2 separate regions of the Gossypium hirsutum genome follow, and region 2 is linked to region 1. A link is a contact called in public Hi-C data. All regions are on one chromosome and are shown on one strand. The core of a region is the stretch at or near the end of the contact, and the rest is flanking DNA. Distances in the headings are between cores, read along the strand shown.

What was found. A called contact is a pair of places that touch in the nucleus more often than the background predicts.
Region 2: a contact with region 1 is called in a Hi-C map of hypocotyl, with 2.5 times the contacts expected there. The contact joins the enhancer-like site here to the promoter of LOC107961193 in region 1. A contact is called at or near these places in 7 of 34 Hi-C or Micro-C datasets (callus, hypocotyl, leaf and 1 more).

The regions. Positions count from the first base shown.
Region 1 is chrA05:39,947,462-39,951,845 of Gossypium_hirsutum_v2.1, reverse strand. It overlaps LOC107961193 (transcription factor bHLH162), which reads right to left and starts at 2,572. Exons shown (of 3, transcript XM_016897399.2): 1 at 2,397-2,572; 2 at 1,942-2,265; 3 at 1,297-1,496. The coding sequence starts at 2,489. The coding sequence ends at 1,404.
Region 2 is chrA05:40,034,836-40,039,219 of Gossypium_hirsutum_v2.1, reverse strand. No RefSeq gene overlaps it. Among protein-coding and RNA genes, the nearest start is that of LOC107961194, 31 kb to the left of the region's middle. Within about 2 kb of position 1,824, at least 3 of the 9 cell types and tissues checked have an H3K27ac peak or open chromatin away from gene starts, as enhancers often do. A contact at or near this core is called in hypocotyl and leaf, where this site is marked.

The DNA of each region.
Region 1 (4,384 bases), core at 1,323-3,822:
TTCAAAGATGACATCCTTACGATGTTATCATCATTATGACTACTACAATTTTGTCATGCTACGTGTCATATCAGGGGCGAAGCTAAGCGATTGGCATGGGTCCCGGCCCCCAAAAAAATATAAAATTATTATTTTGACCTTTAAAATTTTTTAAAAATTTTAAATTAATAAAGATAAAATTTCACTTTGGCCCCTCTAAAATTATAAAAATTCAATGTAATCATTTATAAATTATAAAGATATAAACCATAAAAAATTAAAATTTCATCCGACCCTCCCAAAAAAATTTTCTAACTTCTCCCCTGTGTCATAATAATAATAATAATAATAATAATAATAATAATAATCTATATTCTTATTTAAACTTCAATTGATGCCACAAATTAATCAGTCACTAATTTGATAAACGAAATTATAAAAATACCTTTCATGTAAAAATAAATTACATTATTATAAGTGTAATTTTGTCTTTTTACATTTTAAATAAAAAACAGTAAAAATTTTGCATATAGTGAGATTTGAACCCATGCTACCAGCATCTATAAAATATTTTTTTTTATGAAACCCAGAGCTTTTACTTGATCCAGGATAGTGTGATGTATATGTCATTCGGAAGTGATCTATTAATCTGCTAATAAGCCGTTTAATGGCAGTTCCATCTATCACTTTATTGTGAAATACCATATTGGCCTGTTCTGCCATAAATACCCCCTTATTCTGCTGAGTAGACTTCGTCAATAGGTTTGAGTCAATGATTGGAAAACTTCTGTTTCTCGATCTTGATTTTGGTAGAAAGTCGGGTTAGGAACTGGGGTCCTAGTTGAACTAAAGAGACTCGAATTCATATTGGTGTCATAGAATTTTTTAGCTTAGATACCATATGATTGGGTATCATATGAGTAGGCCGGAAAAAACCCTTGTATAGCTTCTTCGATTTCTCGGTAAAGAGAAATGTGACCAATAGTGGTTCGAATGTATATACAAAGAATTTTTTGACTTCATCCAAAACTTTTTTTGATATTTTTATACGTTCCAGTGTTTTACACAAATTGTTTCTCCTACATTGTTTGTATATATTGAGTCACAAGTAAACTCAAAACAAATTCAAGAAAAATGACCATACCATAATAAATAATTGGAGTGCATTTAATATTATTAATCATATTTATTTACCAATTTAAGTTTCTTTTTACTTACAATTTAAACTAATTTATTTTATTTTAATTTAGTTTATAATGCATACATGTTATTATTATTAGTTATAAACTATTTTTTTTAGAATTATTTGAACGACACACTTTTATTCTAAATACGTGATTTATATACTCACACATGATATAATTCTTTGTAACAATAATAAAGATTTTTTTTGCTGGTAGAAAATAGCTAATTCAATGAGAACTTTATTCTTCAATCACAATCCTCAATCTCTGAAGCAATCTTGAACGATCAATTCCATTTATATAACTGATTCCATTTATATAAGTGATTGCAGCCTGTAGAAAAACCAAGAATGCCAAGGTTTTAGCATTAATTAAAAGCAATATATATATATGAACTAAAACATTTATATTAGATGAAAAAAATTGATGAATACGTTCAACACCATTTTATTTTGATGAATATAGTGAATAATATATATATATATATCCATGAGTAAAGCTTTGTCGAATCTACTTATTCTTTCAAAATTAAGGTTATTACTTACCAACATTCTAGATATACAAAATGAAGCAAATGCATTATAGTCGGATCTCTGGTTCTAAAAGGTAGAAACCAGTTTACATTTTTTTCATTAATGTATTAACAATTTTATTATTGAATTTATCTATATTTTATGCACACAAAGTTTTGAATCAATTCCATATTACGAAATGTGTAAAATTAATGTGAGTGTCTCTCATATATATTTGAAGGAAAATGGAAATATTAGAGATTTACCTCACAATGAATGGTAAGGATGTTCCTATTGCTTCCATTACTATACGTAAGGGTTAGAACTTCAGCTCCTTCTTCTTGAATGATTCTGATAATCTCATTCAACGAAAGATTCAACTCGGATTCCGCACTTAGATTTATTTCCATACCAGAAACATGTGAATATTCTGATATGTTTATAACTGGGGACATCATCGTCCTCCTTCTACTTGTCCCTATGTTACCCTCTTCAAGTTGCAACCTCCTTTGGTTAAGTCCCTCTAAACGTGTTCGAATCTGGTTTATATACACAGTGGCTTGCTCCAATCTGTCGGGAATCGCCGACCTCTACAAATGCAAAAAAAAAACAACAACAACGAAACCCATGTTCAAACAAAGAGAAAAAATCACACTAGAAACATGAATCCAGACTTAACTGAACTAAGAAGGAGGAGGAGGAGGACTTAACAACAACATACTCGAGTGGTGGGAGGAGGAAGGAGAGAAAAAAGCCTGGAAAAGAGATGTCTCATGTTGGATCTCCGCTCCCTTTCGATTAAATTCCGGTTCATTTTCGATAATTGAGATAGGTAGGGTTTTTTTCTCTGGTCTCTCCAGGTATTTGATCTTTGATTATATATAAGAATTACGATATACCGGTTCCAACCCGGAAAACGCGGAACATGAATCTTTTTGCAGCTAATTACAAATAACAGGCGTGGAATTTCCTTTTTAGTACTGTTGCCAGACTCTCCTGTCGCTTTATGTTTCCTTACGCCTCAATTTTCTTCCGACTTGGCCCATTGTTTCTTTCTGGGAACCCAACAAACAGGGATTCTTATCATTTAATTAATTAATTTTTAAATATTGTTTTATTACTATTCACAAATCGGCTCTTGGCATTTTTGGACCTAGATGACACAATAAATTAGACCCCTTTAAATATATATATAATGTAATGCAATAAAAGTTTAAAAAATTTTAAGACCTTAAAAGATAAAACATTTATAGTAAAAAATTAAAAATTTTATTATTTTATTTTAATCTAAAAAAATTTCTATATGAAAAATTAAAAAATATTTTTTTTAGACCTATCTTATTTTAAACAGCACTCTCAAACAACCCCAGGCCTCGCATGATATTACTATGTGTATTAATATTTGTAATCGAGAGACCATTAGTCAGACATATTTATGGTTGATGACAATCCAGAAGAAAACTTTGCTACATTCTTTGCTTGTGACCTACTATTTACATTGCACTTGGAAAAATATTCAATTCATGAAAAAATGTGGTTTTAAAATTTTATTTCTTTTACTATCACTCATCTTGGTTGATTTTCAGTGTTAGATTTATTTATCGGTTGAGCTATTTGTTAGGCTTAAAGGCTCACTCGAAATTTGAGAAGGTTTGGGTAAAAATATTAAGCTCGAAAAATGAACTTGGGCAAAAATTAAGCCCATTTAAAATATAGGCTGAACTTGGGCTTGAACATTCAAGACTCAAGCCCAGCCCAACCCATTTTTAAGTTTATAATACTTTATACTATGTTATGTTTATATATTATGAAATTTATAACACTTTTAAAAAATAAACTTATAGTGAATATATAATATTACTCTAATATAAACATTAAAATAATGCGAGGATAGTTATATAAAAAAATTTAATAAATAAAAATATATAAAACTATTAAATATTAAATTTAAATAACATAAATATTTTTAAAAAATAAAAATAATATGGGCGGGCCTAAATAGGCTTGGATTAGTATTTTACAAATATGAATGGGTTTGAGTAAAATTTTAGGCCCATATTTGAGGTCGAGTCGAGCTTAGACAATCATAAATTATATTAATATCATGCTTAGGCATAGCTCGACCCATGAGCTCCTCTATTCAGGGTTTGTGGTTATCCCTCCCAACAATGTTGTCTCTAAGGATTGAACTTCGGTTTTCCCCTTTGAAATGTAATGTACTTTACCATTACAGTCGATTTGATGAAAATTAATTGTCAATATTATTAGGTTTGAATTTTTCGTGATTTTGTTAATAGAATAAATTTAGTGTTAACAGTGTATTTGTTAATTATGCGTTTAATTCATCAAATACAATTCAAACAATGTGATGTAATTCAAGTTTTAGAGTTGATTGATAATATTATTAACTAATTATAAATTTTCATCAAATTAATTCTAAAACTTGAATTAAACACAAAAATGTTAACATTGTTACCTTCATATATATGTGCCAAAATGTATAACTTTTGTCAAATACATGTACCACATTTGATATAAAAAATACAAATACTACGTTAAAAAGTATCAAATTCAAATGCCAACTTATATATTAAATCTAAAAAATTAGAAATGAAACATTTAAATACATAGATTGAACTACTTGTCGGACCAAAAAGACTTGGCTCATACAAGATTAAGTGTGGGCTTGGATTGACGGTGAGTTTATCT
Region 2 (4,384 bases), core at 575-3,074, 88 kb before region 1:
AGCTTTCAATTTCTGGAACATATAGTTTTTCAGAAAACTCAAGGTTTGAATATTCTGCATGGTTGCAACTTAAGTTATGGGTATTAACAAGTATCTTAACTTCAATCTCCTTGAAACTGGATATCTCACCCTATCAATTGTTGTTGTTGCCTTCACTTTACAAGTAATATCATCGTCGTTATTTCAATAATTCAAACAGCCTCATTTATAATAGTATATATATATACACACACCAAGTTTGAGCTAAAATCATGTAGGATGGTAATTCTCATTCCCTCAAAGGATTTATTCTTATATTGTTCTACAATGTTATTAGAGCTTGCTTTTTCATATCTAGGACACCTCTAAGTAAGAATAGATTACCGTATATATACATTGAAACTTTCTTTTCTAACTGTTTATTATTGGATTTTTCCTCACATTTTATCTCAAAGCAAGTTGACATCACAAAATAAACAACTAATAAGTAAGAATAAATTACCATATATATATATGTATATATTCACACATTCATCACTTGAAACTTTCATTTCTAACTATTTATTATTGGGTTTTTCCCCCACATTTCATCTCAAGCAAGTTGAAATCACAAAATCAACAACTAATATACCCATTGATCCAATCTTCAGAGCTTGAGGAAGTAAGTAAATGTTTTAGAGAGCTTTTTTTTTTTTTTAACAAATGGATTCAAATATTATGGAACTAAAGGCACGGGATTTGTCGATATATGATGAAATATTGTTTGAAGCTTTTAACAGGAATGTCATCATATACATTTTATTTTGAAGGAGGGTGTTTGCTTCTTTATATGAATAAAGAAGGGAGTCAGATGGGGTGGCGGAGATTGATTGTAAGTTCTGAGAGAGTTTGAACAGGGAGTGGCAAGATGACGACAAAGAAGACAAAGAAAAAAAGAAAGTTTTGGAATAATTACATAAAGGTGTTTAAGGTTTAGTCAAAAATAAAAAAAATTACCACGTGTCATCATTTAATTGGTTAATGTGCCACGCCAACAATTCGTTAGTGGATTAACGAAATTTTTAATAGTGGTGACTAGTTCGAACAATTATTTTAATTAAAGTGACTAAATTGAGAAAAAATTAGAGTGATCAAAATAGGATAAACCCTATTTTAGAGTGACTTTAGATGTAATTTATGCTAATAACATTTAATTATATAATCTATCAAGTTATTAAAAAATTTTTATATTATAATAATGAAACCAACTACTAAATTAATTCAAGCTAACTTGATTTGTACATGAATTTTAAAATTATTAACAAATGCTGAGTACAATGATAAATCATATTACGGTATTGATGAGAGAATATTGTTGAAAGAGGCAACGACAAATCTCGAATATAAACTCTAAAATAAACATGAAAAATTAAAAAAAAATTCTAAAAAAATTTTATCCGCACCATCATAAAGAAATTAGAGGAAAATGTATTAACCTAAATTTTTATATCTACAACATATAGTTGTTGTGATTGAGCCAAGAGATTATTTATATATATATATATATAAAAGTAAGAACTCGACATTCAAATTGGTGGGATAATATTAATGTTTGTAAGAACTCGACATTCAAATTGGTGGGATAATATTAATGTTTGTATTTTGGGTAAACTCAATTATTTCTCCAACATATATGTTTGGGAGGGGTGTATGGTAGATTGGCTCACGAACCCAATATGGAAGACTTGGAATATGGATTCAATTAGAGATATAAGATAATGGATCCTAGAGTGGCTATATGTTGGGATCCTGTGTCTTGTACTATGGCACTTGTAGAAGCATAGGAATCATGATATGCATTATAAAGGAGTTGTTCCCAACCCAACCCAATCCAATCCAAGTGGGTATAGTTGGAAGGTGTGGTGGGCAGCTCTAAGTAGAGTACAAAACTTTACTAAATATCTGCAGGAATAATGCTGGCAATGAAATTGAGCAAGTTCATATCAACAAATATTCTTTTATCACAACAAAATTAATTATTATGATTACTTTTTTTTTGACATGAATTTACTTCTAGAATAAAGATTATTGGTCAATATATATATATATATATACAATCGTTTATTATTATCACAATTGTTTGCAGTTTTAGTGTCGACAATTTAATTACGAAAGAATTGAATAAATCTAATAACTTATTTTGATCACATTTACTCACAAATTTAGCATAAAAAATTTTGCATTAAAAAGATTGAATAGTTGTGATGACTTTAAATCTAATTACTATAAATTATATTAATTATTTTCTTTCTCCACTAAAAATGCTATCTCATGTAGTTATGGTTTTATTTATGTTCAACTATATTTTTTAGTTTTGATTATTTTTGTTTATCTTTCTTTTTTATTAATTCTACTAAATTCGATATAATGAATTAAATAAAATAGATTATCAAGAAATTTATAAAATAATATAAAATATGCTTAAATATTTAGAATGTTTTTATAAATAATTAAAAAATTAATTAAACTCTTAATTAAAATTTGCAATCGATTGAGTTTTTAATTTAAAGATAGTAATCGATTGAGTGAAGATGTGGTGGTGGTGTCGAAACAATAATGACATGGCAGATGAAATAGTATTTCACATGAAAAATGTTGACAAATGGAAGGTTTAATTGATTTTTAATTATTTTACGAGTTTAATTAATTTTTATAACTTATAAAAGAAATTATAAAAATTTGAGTAAATTACACCATTAGTCACTAAACTATGGGTAAATTTTCATTTTTATCACTTAATTAAAAAAGTTACAATTCCCTCTCTTCACCAATTAATCCTTGATAAGTGATTACTTATCTTTTCAATCTAGCCCCTGCACTACAATTTATCCAATTTTATCACTTGGCAATTTGGTCTTATAATTTCATATATACCACATGAGCTCCTCGAATAATATTTTTGGTTTAGCTTGACTTAATAATTCAGCCCCGAACTCGAATTTTTTTAACACTGGCGAAAATCAAGCCGTTATATTATTATTTAATTAATAAACAATTCGCATTTATCTAACACCGTACTTGAATTTTATTTTCTTGATCACTTATACAATACGAATTTTGACTTCGAAAAATTTAGGATGTTACATTTCTTGGTTTTTTTCTTTGAAGTCCTGGGAAACTTTCACCCTCAATTTACTAGGGTTTGACTTTAGAGAGTTGGTTAAAACCATTTGTAAAGCTTATTAAAGGTTCTTTCTTCAAATCGTTTAATAGGACATTGTCATTTTATCATCTTTCATCCTATCTTTTTCCATCTTCTCTATATCTTTATTTATCTTGATTATGTTCATTAAAAACATTTTTAATACTTTATCTTCTTGTTCAATTTTAGGTTGCCTAGCCACCAAGATAGGGTTTCTCTCTTTGATTCAATTTTCTTTTGCTTCGAATAACTTGAACTCGATCCTATTCATTATGTCTCTATTGTTTTATCATCAACTTAATCAAAAGTTTAAACTTAGTAGTAGAGATAAATATACAAACAATGGGATGGAAAAAATGGTATAAAATATTAAAATTTATATTAAAATTAAAGCAATAAAATTAAAATTTTATAAATATTAATACCATGAATTTAAATCTCACTATATACAATTTTTTCATTAATTTTATGAAAAATAAAAGAAAAAAATAATCTTCTAATTTTTCCAACTAATTAACATTCAGTTAACTCAATTAAGATTAGAAGAGATATTGATAGTATGAAAGTTTATATATAGTAATAGCAAAGGAGAAAGGATAATTATTTTATAATCTTCATTAGAAGTAGTATATTGCATTTATTCACATGCTCATTTTGATTTTGTTTGTGGTGTTTAAAATCTCCACTAATTATATATAAAATTATTCTTTTAATTGTCAATCACGTTATTAGTTGAGTAATAATTTGTGTGATTTTCAAGTTGATTGGCATAAAGTTTAGGGTTCGATAATATTTGTATTTGTAAACTTTTTCCACCATTGTAACATAAATGTTCACTTCTATTTAAAAAAGATAAATTATACCATTATTCACTCAACTATTAACATATTTCTATTTTGATCACCAAATTATAAAAAATATTCAATTTAGTCACTAGCGTTTTAGATCATTTCTGTTCTGGTCACTTTCTGTTATAATAACACACTTAGTCTTCAATACTTACACATTCTATCAATTTGATCTTAATTTTAAATAATTCAATAAATTTAACCCTCCATATTTACAAATTCTATCAATTTAATCCTCGAATACATATAATTAAATATAACTATAATTAAAAAAATATTATATGTTACGAAAAATACAAAATATAATATTATAATTGGAAAAAAATTAGTACATTGCGAGTGAAGTTGACTCTACAAGTAGGATCAGTAAGTTGAC